Linked DNA regions of Zea mays: regions 2 and 3 are each linked to region 1. Evidence: chromatin contacts called from public Hi-C data. All regions are on one chromosome and are shown on one strand. Each heading gives the region's core, a stretch centred on a gene start, on an enhancer-like site or on the middle of the called end of the contact. The rest is flanking DNA. Distances are from core to core; before and after follow the strand shown.

Region 1 (2,969 bases), core at 238-2,737:
TGTATATATATGTGTGGATGGGGCCTCTATATGGGATTTCACGCTGGACCCCTAAAAATTCAAGAATGACCCTAGGTATGTACCTTAGTTTTTGACCCGTAATAATCTACGGGTCGGATACAGATCCTATTTTTTTATCCAAAACCCATTTTAGCCCGAAAAAACCCGACTCGGCGCGTTCAACAAGGAGGCATAGACCAACCCGACTCGACACTATGCACCGGCTAGACGCGGGTCGTGCCAAACGACCCACGATTCGAACCCAACACGATCGACGTTTGAGCAAGTCTATTACCGAGTATTTCAAGGTCAAAGATTTTTGAACTATTTTGGTTGGCAACTATCGAACTTTTGATGAAAATCGTAAGTCTAATATCTGAAACTTTCTTAGGTCGTTTGAACATGTTATCATAAGACTTGCTTGGAGACGAGTATTTTTAAGCAGCATAAGAGCAAGTGTTATAAGGTGATGCACGTGTGGTGTAACAAATCTCCAAAAATATCACATATGGTGAAAAGTATGTACTGCTAGAAAGATATACTCTCTATAATGTATAGTATCATACTTATGTGTTTATACTAGTTAGTTGGTTTGATGTTGTGTCTATAAGAATGGATCAAAACATTATTTTTTGTGCTATAATCTAAAAGTGCAGAAGCAACATCTTACTTAAGATACTTCTCTTTCCTCCTTTCTATTAAAGGCCTTGCCACTTTAGCAAAAAAAAAACACACGTAACATCTTATTAATGGATATGATACTATCCATTAAGAATAGCCTTACAGTCAAGTTAAAAGTGAGTTGCTCACGGACTTTAAAACACTTTGTAGGAATCAAATATAGATTAAGTATTAAATATATATTACTCCCTTTATTTTAAATTAAATTATGTTTTACATTTTTAATAGATTCATACAATAATTAATATATGTATTGTATATAGATATCTAGGTTTATAATTATCTATATTCATCATATTCATATTTGGACATAAAAATCCAGAGCGAAAGTTTGGGTACGATACTTTAAATTGAATAAAGTTTGAGTTAAACTTATAAATTTTTTTATTACAAATAATTATTTTATTATTTAATTTTGGAACTTAATGTTTATATACACTGATTTACCTTAACAAATACTTTTATAAAAATATAAATGTATCAAGAGTTTATTTGTATTTTATCAAATAACATCGATCAAAGTTATATTTAGAAGATTGTGTCGTTATTCTAAATGATAACTAATAGGATACCAGAGAGAGTACTATTTTAAGACAGAGAGACTGTATGACTAACTTTCAGTTGTTTATGACAGCATCTTAAAATTCAAAACACAAACAAACAAATTAGTTCGGTCGGTTCGGTCCAAATGGCCAAGTCGCAACTTGGTGGCATATGGCAATTGGCAAGGCCCGGTTCGGTCGGGCCCTGCCTCCGTCCGATTTGATAAGCCGCAGAGTTTCCCACTGTTCGAGCTCCGCCCGCCCGTTCTAAAACCCTAGATCTCTCTCCCCTCACCCCCGTCCCTCGACCCGCCGCCGAGTCGCCGGAGGAGGCGGGGGCCTCGCCGCAGAAGCCATGTACCTCTACAGCCTGACGCTACAGCGCGCGACGGGCGCGGTGTGCGCCGTCATCGGCAGCTTCAGCGGGCGGGACTCGAAGAAGTCCGCCGCCTCCGGGTCCGGCTCCACGCAAGAGATCGCCGTGGCCCGGGGCAGCACGCTCGACCTCCTCCGCCCGGACCCGGAGACGGGCCGCCTCCGCACGCTCCTCTCCGTCGACGTCTTCGGCGCCATCCGCTCGCTCGCGCAGTTCCGCCTCACCGGCGCCAACAAGGATTACCTCGTCGTCGGCTCCGACTCGGGCCGCCTCGTCATCCTCGAGTACTCCCCCGACCGCAACCGCCTCGACAAGGTCCACCAGGAGACCTTTGGCAAGTCGGGCTGCCGCCGTATCGTCCCCGGCCAGCTCCTCGCCGTCGACCCAAAGGGCCGCGCGCTCTGCATCGCCGCGCTCGAGAAGCAGAAGCTCGTCTACGTCCTCAATCGCGACGCCGCCGCGCGCCTCACCATCTCGTCCCCGCTCGAGGCGCACAAGTCCAACACTCTCACCTTCGCCCTCGCCGCGCTCGACTGTGGGTTCGACAACCCCGTCTTCGCCGCCATCGAGCTCGAGTACGCCGAGTCTGACCGCGACCCCACGGGGCAGGCCGCCAACCAGGCGCAGAAGCTCCTCACCTTCTACGAGCTTGACCTGGGGCTCAACCATGTCTCCCGCAAGGTCTCTGAGCCGATTGATAATGGTGCCAATCTTCTCGTGACTGTACCGGGTGGTGGTGACGGTCCCAGCGGTGTTCTCGTGTGCTGTGATAACTTCGTGCTGTACCGGAACCAGGGCCACCCAGAGATTCGTGCTGTTATTCCACGCCGTGCTGACCTCCCTGCTGAGCGTGGCGTCCTCATTGTCGCAGCCGCCACACACAAACAAAAGAGTATGTTCTTCTTCCTGCTACAGACTGAGTATGGTGACATATTCAAGGTTGACCTCGATCATAATGGGGATGCTGTTAGTGAGCTCAGGATCAAGTACTTTGACACCATACCAGTGACATCGGCTGTCTGTGTGCTGCGCTCCGGTTTCCTCTTTGCTGCTTCTGAGTTTGGCAACCATGCACTTTACCAGTTCCGTGATATTGGTAGAGAAGCCGATGTTGAGTCATCTTCTGCAACACTGATGGAGACAGAGGAGGGATTCCAGCCAGTTTTCTTTCAGCCAAGGGCACTGAAGAACCTCATGCGCATAGATGAGATTGAGAGCCTCATGCCAGTCATGGACATGCGTGTCGCGAATTTATTCGATGAGGAAACACCCCAGTTGTTCACTGCCTGTGGCCGTGGTCCACGCTCCACGTTGCGCATCCTGAGGCCTGGCCTTGCCATCAGTGAGATGGCCCGATCAATGCTGCCTGC
Region 2 (2,700 bases), core at 194-2,693, 150 kb before region 1:
ACAGCTAACAAGTAACAGAAGAGTCTGATTGTTTTTCCTCTTCGTGTTACTAACACAGTGGTTGCATCTTGTACAGAGCTCTTATCCTATACGTTGCTGCTGGAGCACTGCCAGAGGCTTTGGATACACTTCGCAAGAGCCAGCGCCCAGATACCGCAGCCATGTTCTTGCTAGCTTGCCACGAGACCTACTCACAAGCCTTATCAGAATCAGAGCCCGAGGACGACACTTCCGTGTTAGCACTGACGCCGACGCCGGAGCAGACGGAGAAGCTCCGGTTCCCTTCCAAGAATGTGGCCGACGAGGACCTGATCGCAGTCAGTGAGGTCTTCGGGCAGTACCAGCAGAAGCTGGTTCATCTCTGCATGGACGCCGAACCGACGTCTGACTGAATCGCACGCCTTGTCGCATGGCAGACTGATGCGGGCGTGGATTCTCCGTTTTTGAAGCTTATTATTATCAACAGGTTGCAAATTCCTTCCAAGTTTCTGCGAAGCTTTTTGTTCTGTCTGTTGGTAGGTACCAGACGTCCAGACATGACATCGGGACTGCTGATGTGGCAGAATCTGATGGCAGGAGGCAGGAACAGACATGCAGTGCTGTATCGTAGGTGCCAATGGTTGGCACTGTTTATACATACGTAAGCATTTGTATTTGGTACAAGCTATGTTTTTTTTTTCTTTGGTGCGCAAAGAGCGAGTGCGCAGCGAACTTCTCTTGTGGCCGAGATGAGATGAGAACAGATGCCATCGAGGCAGCAGCAGACGATATACTTACACCTGTACACCCATGACAGTTTTTGTCTGAAGATTGGTTATTATATGCTTATCTGCAAATGCATCGCTTCAGGCCCTGGAGACATCGCTGTCACTGGATCCATCGTCATTGCCGATCCGTGCAGACATTGTTTTGGAGGTCCGAAAGCTACGTTCTTGTCGCATTCAAGCCCTCCATGATTATGGATGATGGATAATGATAACAGGTGATGGATAGTGTGATTATATCTTCAAAAAAAAAAACGTGAAATCCCTGTCGATGTAGGCCCCAATCGCCCAAAGACCCATAAGGCCATAACACAGCTAGCTATTAACTATTTATTGGTGATGATAATGTTTTGGATAATGTGATTATCTCGTGGAAGTGAACATAGACCAGGTAGGAAAACCGGGCATTGTCTTGCCGATTTGATACATGTCAATATAGATGACCCTCTAGTTGTTACTACCTCCGTTCTCGAATATTTGTCGCCCGCTAGTTCATTTTTGAACTAAAACGCGACAAATAAAAAAGAACGGAGGGAGTATTAGCTAATGAAGAAGAAGAATCGTCTATTTTGGAAAGGAGGGGTTAAGCCAGAATCAGAGTGTCAGAAAAGATCGGATGTTCCAGCTGTCAACTGAGCTAATCAGAGAGGGGAGGGGGGGGGGGGGGGGGGGGGGGGGGGGGGGGGGATGGTAGCACGGAATCTGGTGTCCGTCCCGTAGGCCTCCACTTCCCCGTTTCGTTAAACCGGATAACACCTAGATAATCCGACGCATTACGGATACGGCATTAGCATCCCATCCCATCCCACCCCACCAACTTGGCTGTCCCCACACACACTGCTTCCTTCGTCAGGCCCTTGCCACGCTGCGCGGCGCCCTCACCTGATCGCCGTCGCCTTCCTCCTCCCTCCACGCCGCTTCGGCCCTCACCCTCGTTGAACTCGCGCGCGGAACGGTTCCCTCCCTCGTGTTCCGCTCCGGCTCCAGCTCCGTTTCCGCTTCACCTGCTCTTTCCCTCGGCTCGAGCAAGGTGAGATTCCCCCCCGCGGCCGTGCCAGCTGGATCGAACGTTTCGTCGTTGGCTACTATCCTGTCGGTGTCAATCGCCACCCGCGACTGCGCCGTTTTGTTCTACTTTCTTCTTTCGATAACCTTAGCTTGGCGTCGCTCGCAGGGAGATTTGGTTTAGGGCCGCCGGGCTGGGCACGAGCGAGAGACGGGCGTCAGGCATGCCGGGAGGGGAGGACGTCCGTAAGGTCTCGCGCCAGGACATACAGCTTGTGAGCGCCCCCCGCCTTGTTCCTTCCCTCCTCCATCTCTCTCTCTCTCTTTTTAACTTGCTTTCGATTATTTTTCCCTATATATTTGATAACCTGAATACCTGGTAGGCTCGGTGAGAAGTAAATGGCCTCGATTAGGGTTACAGATGGTTGTGCTGTTGCAACGGTTGCATGCCCTCGTTTGGGCTCTGCTTGCATACTCTAGGTCATGGGCATGTGCCAGTCCCGGTTGGTCATGATTCATGAACACGGAGCTGGAGAGGTGGATGGAGGGGGAAGGGTGTGCATGGGTAAGAGAGGGGGTGGGGAATTTATGGATGCTGCTACTGTTGGGTATCTGTAATAATGATGTGTGCTAAAGGAGAGACTCGTGCGCTTCTGTTGTCGTATGCAAAAGCAGAATGCGTACTAGTAAGAGGATGTTTGAATGCACTAGAGCTAATAGTTAAGTTGGCTAAAAATTGCTAGTGAAATTAGCTAGATTGTTTGGATGTCTTCAACTAATTTTAGCAGCTAATTATTAGCACTAGTGCATTCAAACACACCCTAAGTCCGATGAAGTTGAGCTATGAGATCTATTGAAGTTTCGGCGTACTTGTCCTGTTTTCACGTGTCCGTTTGCCTTTTTTGGATGTCGAATCTTTCGGATGAACTTT
Region 3 (2,833 bases), core at 262-2,761, 160 kb after region 1:
GTGACAAATGTTTCCAGTGGTAGACTAATCGTGTTAGCTGAAATTCATTTTCCAGTGGCGCAAGATGCAGAGAGCTTGAAGAGAAACAGTTCATTGTGTTTCTAATTTTTTTCTAATTTTTTCTGATTTTCTTGAAGTATTTTCTCTCTCTCAAAAAGATTGTTTTGCCCTTGGCTTTCAAATAGTGGCAGCACTCGATTGTTACGACGTACCCAATAGTATTCATATAACCAAACCAAACCCAAGGGTGTTTATCTGACCCCGAAATATATTGTTCGCTTCTGCGACTTGCTGTAGTTTTAATTTGACTGCGGCTTATATAGTATTTTGTTTCTATATATTGTACCTGCAGCAATTCGAACAGCTGTAGTAGCTGTGGCAGGGCAGTCCATGTAAGTGTCATGTAGTATTCAATTGTCACCAGCATTTGTTGTTACCTAGTAGGCCTTAGGCTTGTTTTTTTTGCTTTTCTAGGCTATGTGGATTAGGGGGTGTTTGGTTCTGTGGACTAAAGTTTAGCCCGGGTCACATCAAGCGTTTGACTTTCAAATAGGAGTATGAAATATAGACCCAACCAACTGTACTAGATTCGTCTCACTTTTTAATCTTCGGCTGAGAAATTAGTTTTATAATCCGACTACATCTAATACCCCCAACGAAGGTTCAAATATTCGATGTGATAATGGCTAAATTTTAGCAGGGGCAAACCAAACACCCCCTTAGAAGAGATTAGAAAAAATATTATAAAAATATTTTAACTTATTTAAGATTTAAACTCTTTCAATCCCACTAAACCACATGAATTAAGAGCAGAGGCCCTTACAATTTTTTTATTTATTTTTTGTTTCGTATGAAACGAGGGTATCTACTACGACCAGGTGGCTCGGGTAAAAAACGACAGACTGTTGCCTGCTGCCTGCTGGGGCCGCTGCGGGCCTGCCGCTGCACTCGGTGACAAATTGGGAAAAAAATTTGCTGCAGCCGGGCTGCAAACCAGGATGTTTGCAGTCCCTCATAGAAAAGAAGATAGGGCCCACCTGCAGGTTAATAAGACAACTAAAACGTTACCTGGTGGACCTGCAGGTGGGCTCTATCTTCCTTTTTGTGAGGGGCTGCAAACATCATCGTTTGCAGCCGGGCTGCAACAAATTTTTTCCGAATTGGGAAAAAAATTTGCTGCAGCCGGGCTGCAAACCAGGATGTTTGCAGTCCCTCATAGAAAAGAAGATAGGGCCCACCTGCAGGTTAATAAGACAACTAAAACGTTACCTGGTGGACCTGCAGGTGGGCTCTATCTTCCTTTTTGTGAGGGGCTGCAAACATCATCGTTTGCAGCCGGGCTGCAACAAATTTTTTCCGACAAATTGACTGACCGACCGCTGCTGCCGCGCAACGTTGACCGGTCAAACGGGCCCCCATCCCTTCCCGCTCGGCCGCTCCTATCCATCTCTTTCTCTGTATCTATCTGGTACCAGGCACCAGCCAGCCATTGACCCACTCACCCACCCACCCGCGCGCCGTCGGCGTCGCCATCACCGTCGCACCGCGCGCTGCTCCCAGCCTCCCTTTCCCTTCCCTGGCTGCTTGGCTGGGTTAGTTGATTGACTCCCAGTAAAACGGGCAGCACTGCACGGCACGACAGAACCCACTCGGCCACTCCCGCCTCTCTCTACTATACCCAGCTACTCGCACGCAGATCCACCCACCCACCCATCGTTCCTTCCGTTCCGTCCGTCCACTTGCCGTTGCCGACCACAACCCGCTCCCGGAGGACGGCGGGATGAGGGGGCAAGCCAACGGAGTGGAGGACCGCCGGCAGCGGGGCGACGACCACGAGGCGGACAACGACGGCGAGGAGGCGGAGGAAGAGGAGGGCGACGACGAGGGCCGCCACCGGGGCCAGGGCCCGCCGCAGCAGCGGCGGCACCAGGCCCAGAGGCCGTACTCCGGCCCGCAGCAGCAGCAGCAGCCGCGCCCGCCGCCGCCGCTCGCCAGGAACGTCGGCTACGTCGGCAAGCATCGCCTCTCCGCCGCCATCGCCCGCCTCGACCAGGAGCTCCAGTCCCTCCAGGTTACTACTGCGCTCAGCTTGCTCCCCTCCCCTCCCCGCCCTCCTCTCCCTCGCACCTTTGCTCGATCAACGGCAACCGCGGTCGACTCCTTCCTAGCTCGTCCGTAGTAGAGTCAACCTGCTGCTGCCACAGCCAGGCGCGATCCAGATCTTGCCTGCCGCGTATCAAGCTGCGCGATTCTAAGCATCGAATCCGGTGCCCCGTTCGTGCCGTGTCCCGCGCATCGTATATTGCTGCTCGATTTGTTATGCGTTTTTTTTTGTGCCTCTATGCAAGCAAGCAGAAGGAGGGGAATACCTTGCTGGCTTGCTGTCTAGTGCTGCAGTGGGAAACTGTAAATGGAGGACGACCCAGGTAGCGGTGGAGGCAAAACACTTTATTCACCTATATATATCTTTACTGTATGAAGTGCAGGAAGCCGATTGTGAAGCTACCACAAAAAAAAAAGTCAGCAAGATATGCATTAGAAAATGCTTGATATGCATGTGCGATGATACAAGATCAGCAAGCGGAAATGCTTAGAAAAAAAACTGTTCTTATCGATCCTCACTGCACCAGAGTAACTCGATTGGAAAGGAAACATTTGAAAGAAATTGCCAGTACTCGCCATTTGCACCTATCTGCTGTCACTCTGTCTACAGAAACACAGGGCCTTTTCTTCTGGATGTGGAGGGCCATCTGGAACTTGTTAGCGAGGCTTCGTCTTGTAGGGTGGTGGTTTTGATTTCCCATCATGTTCTTTGATCAGTCTGGCGTCTAGA

What was found. A called contact is a pair of places that touch in the nucleus more often than the background predicts.
Region 2: a contact with region 1 is called in a Hi-C map of leaf, with 5 times the contacts expected there. The contact joins the promoter of LOC103626595 here to the promoter of LOC100272422 in region 1. A contact is called at or near these places in 2 of 25 Hi-C or Micro-C datasets (ear and leaf).
Region 3: a contact with region 1 is called in a Hi-C map of leaf, with 4 times the contacts expected there. The contact joins the promoter of LOC100191839 here to the promoter of LOC100272422 in region 1. A contact is called at or near these places in 3 of 25 Hi-C or Micro-C datasets (ear, leaf and tassel).

The regions. Positions count from the first base shown.
Region 1 is chr5:79,182,345-79,185,313 of Zm-B73-REFERENCE-NAM-5.0, forward strand. It overlaps LOC100272422, which reads left to right and starts at 1,488. Exons shown (of 3, transcript NM_001359615.1): 1 at 1,488-2,969. The coding sequence starts at 1,579.
Region 2 is chr5:79,029,593-79,032,292 of Zm-B73-REFERENCE-NAM-5.0, forward strand. It overlaps LOC103626595, which reads left to right and starts at 1,444. Exons shown (of 8, transcript XM_020538423.3): 1 at 1,444-1,794; 2 at 1,939-2,044. The coding sequence starts at 1,994. It overlaps LOC100193851, which reads left to right. Exons shown (of 21, transcript NM_001350703.1): 21 at 77-826. The coding sequence ends at 392.
Region 3 is chr5:79,344,464-79,347,296 of Zm-B73-REFERENCE-NAM-5.0, forward strand. It overlaps LOC100191839, which reads left to right and starts at 1,512. Exons shown (of 4, transcript NM_001158370.2): 1 at 1,512-2,071. The coding sequence starts at 1,781.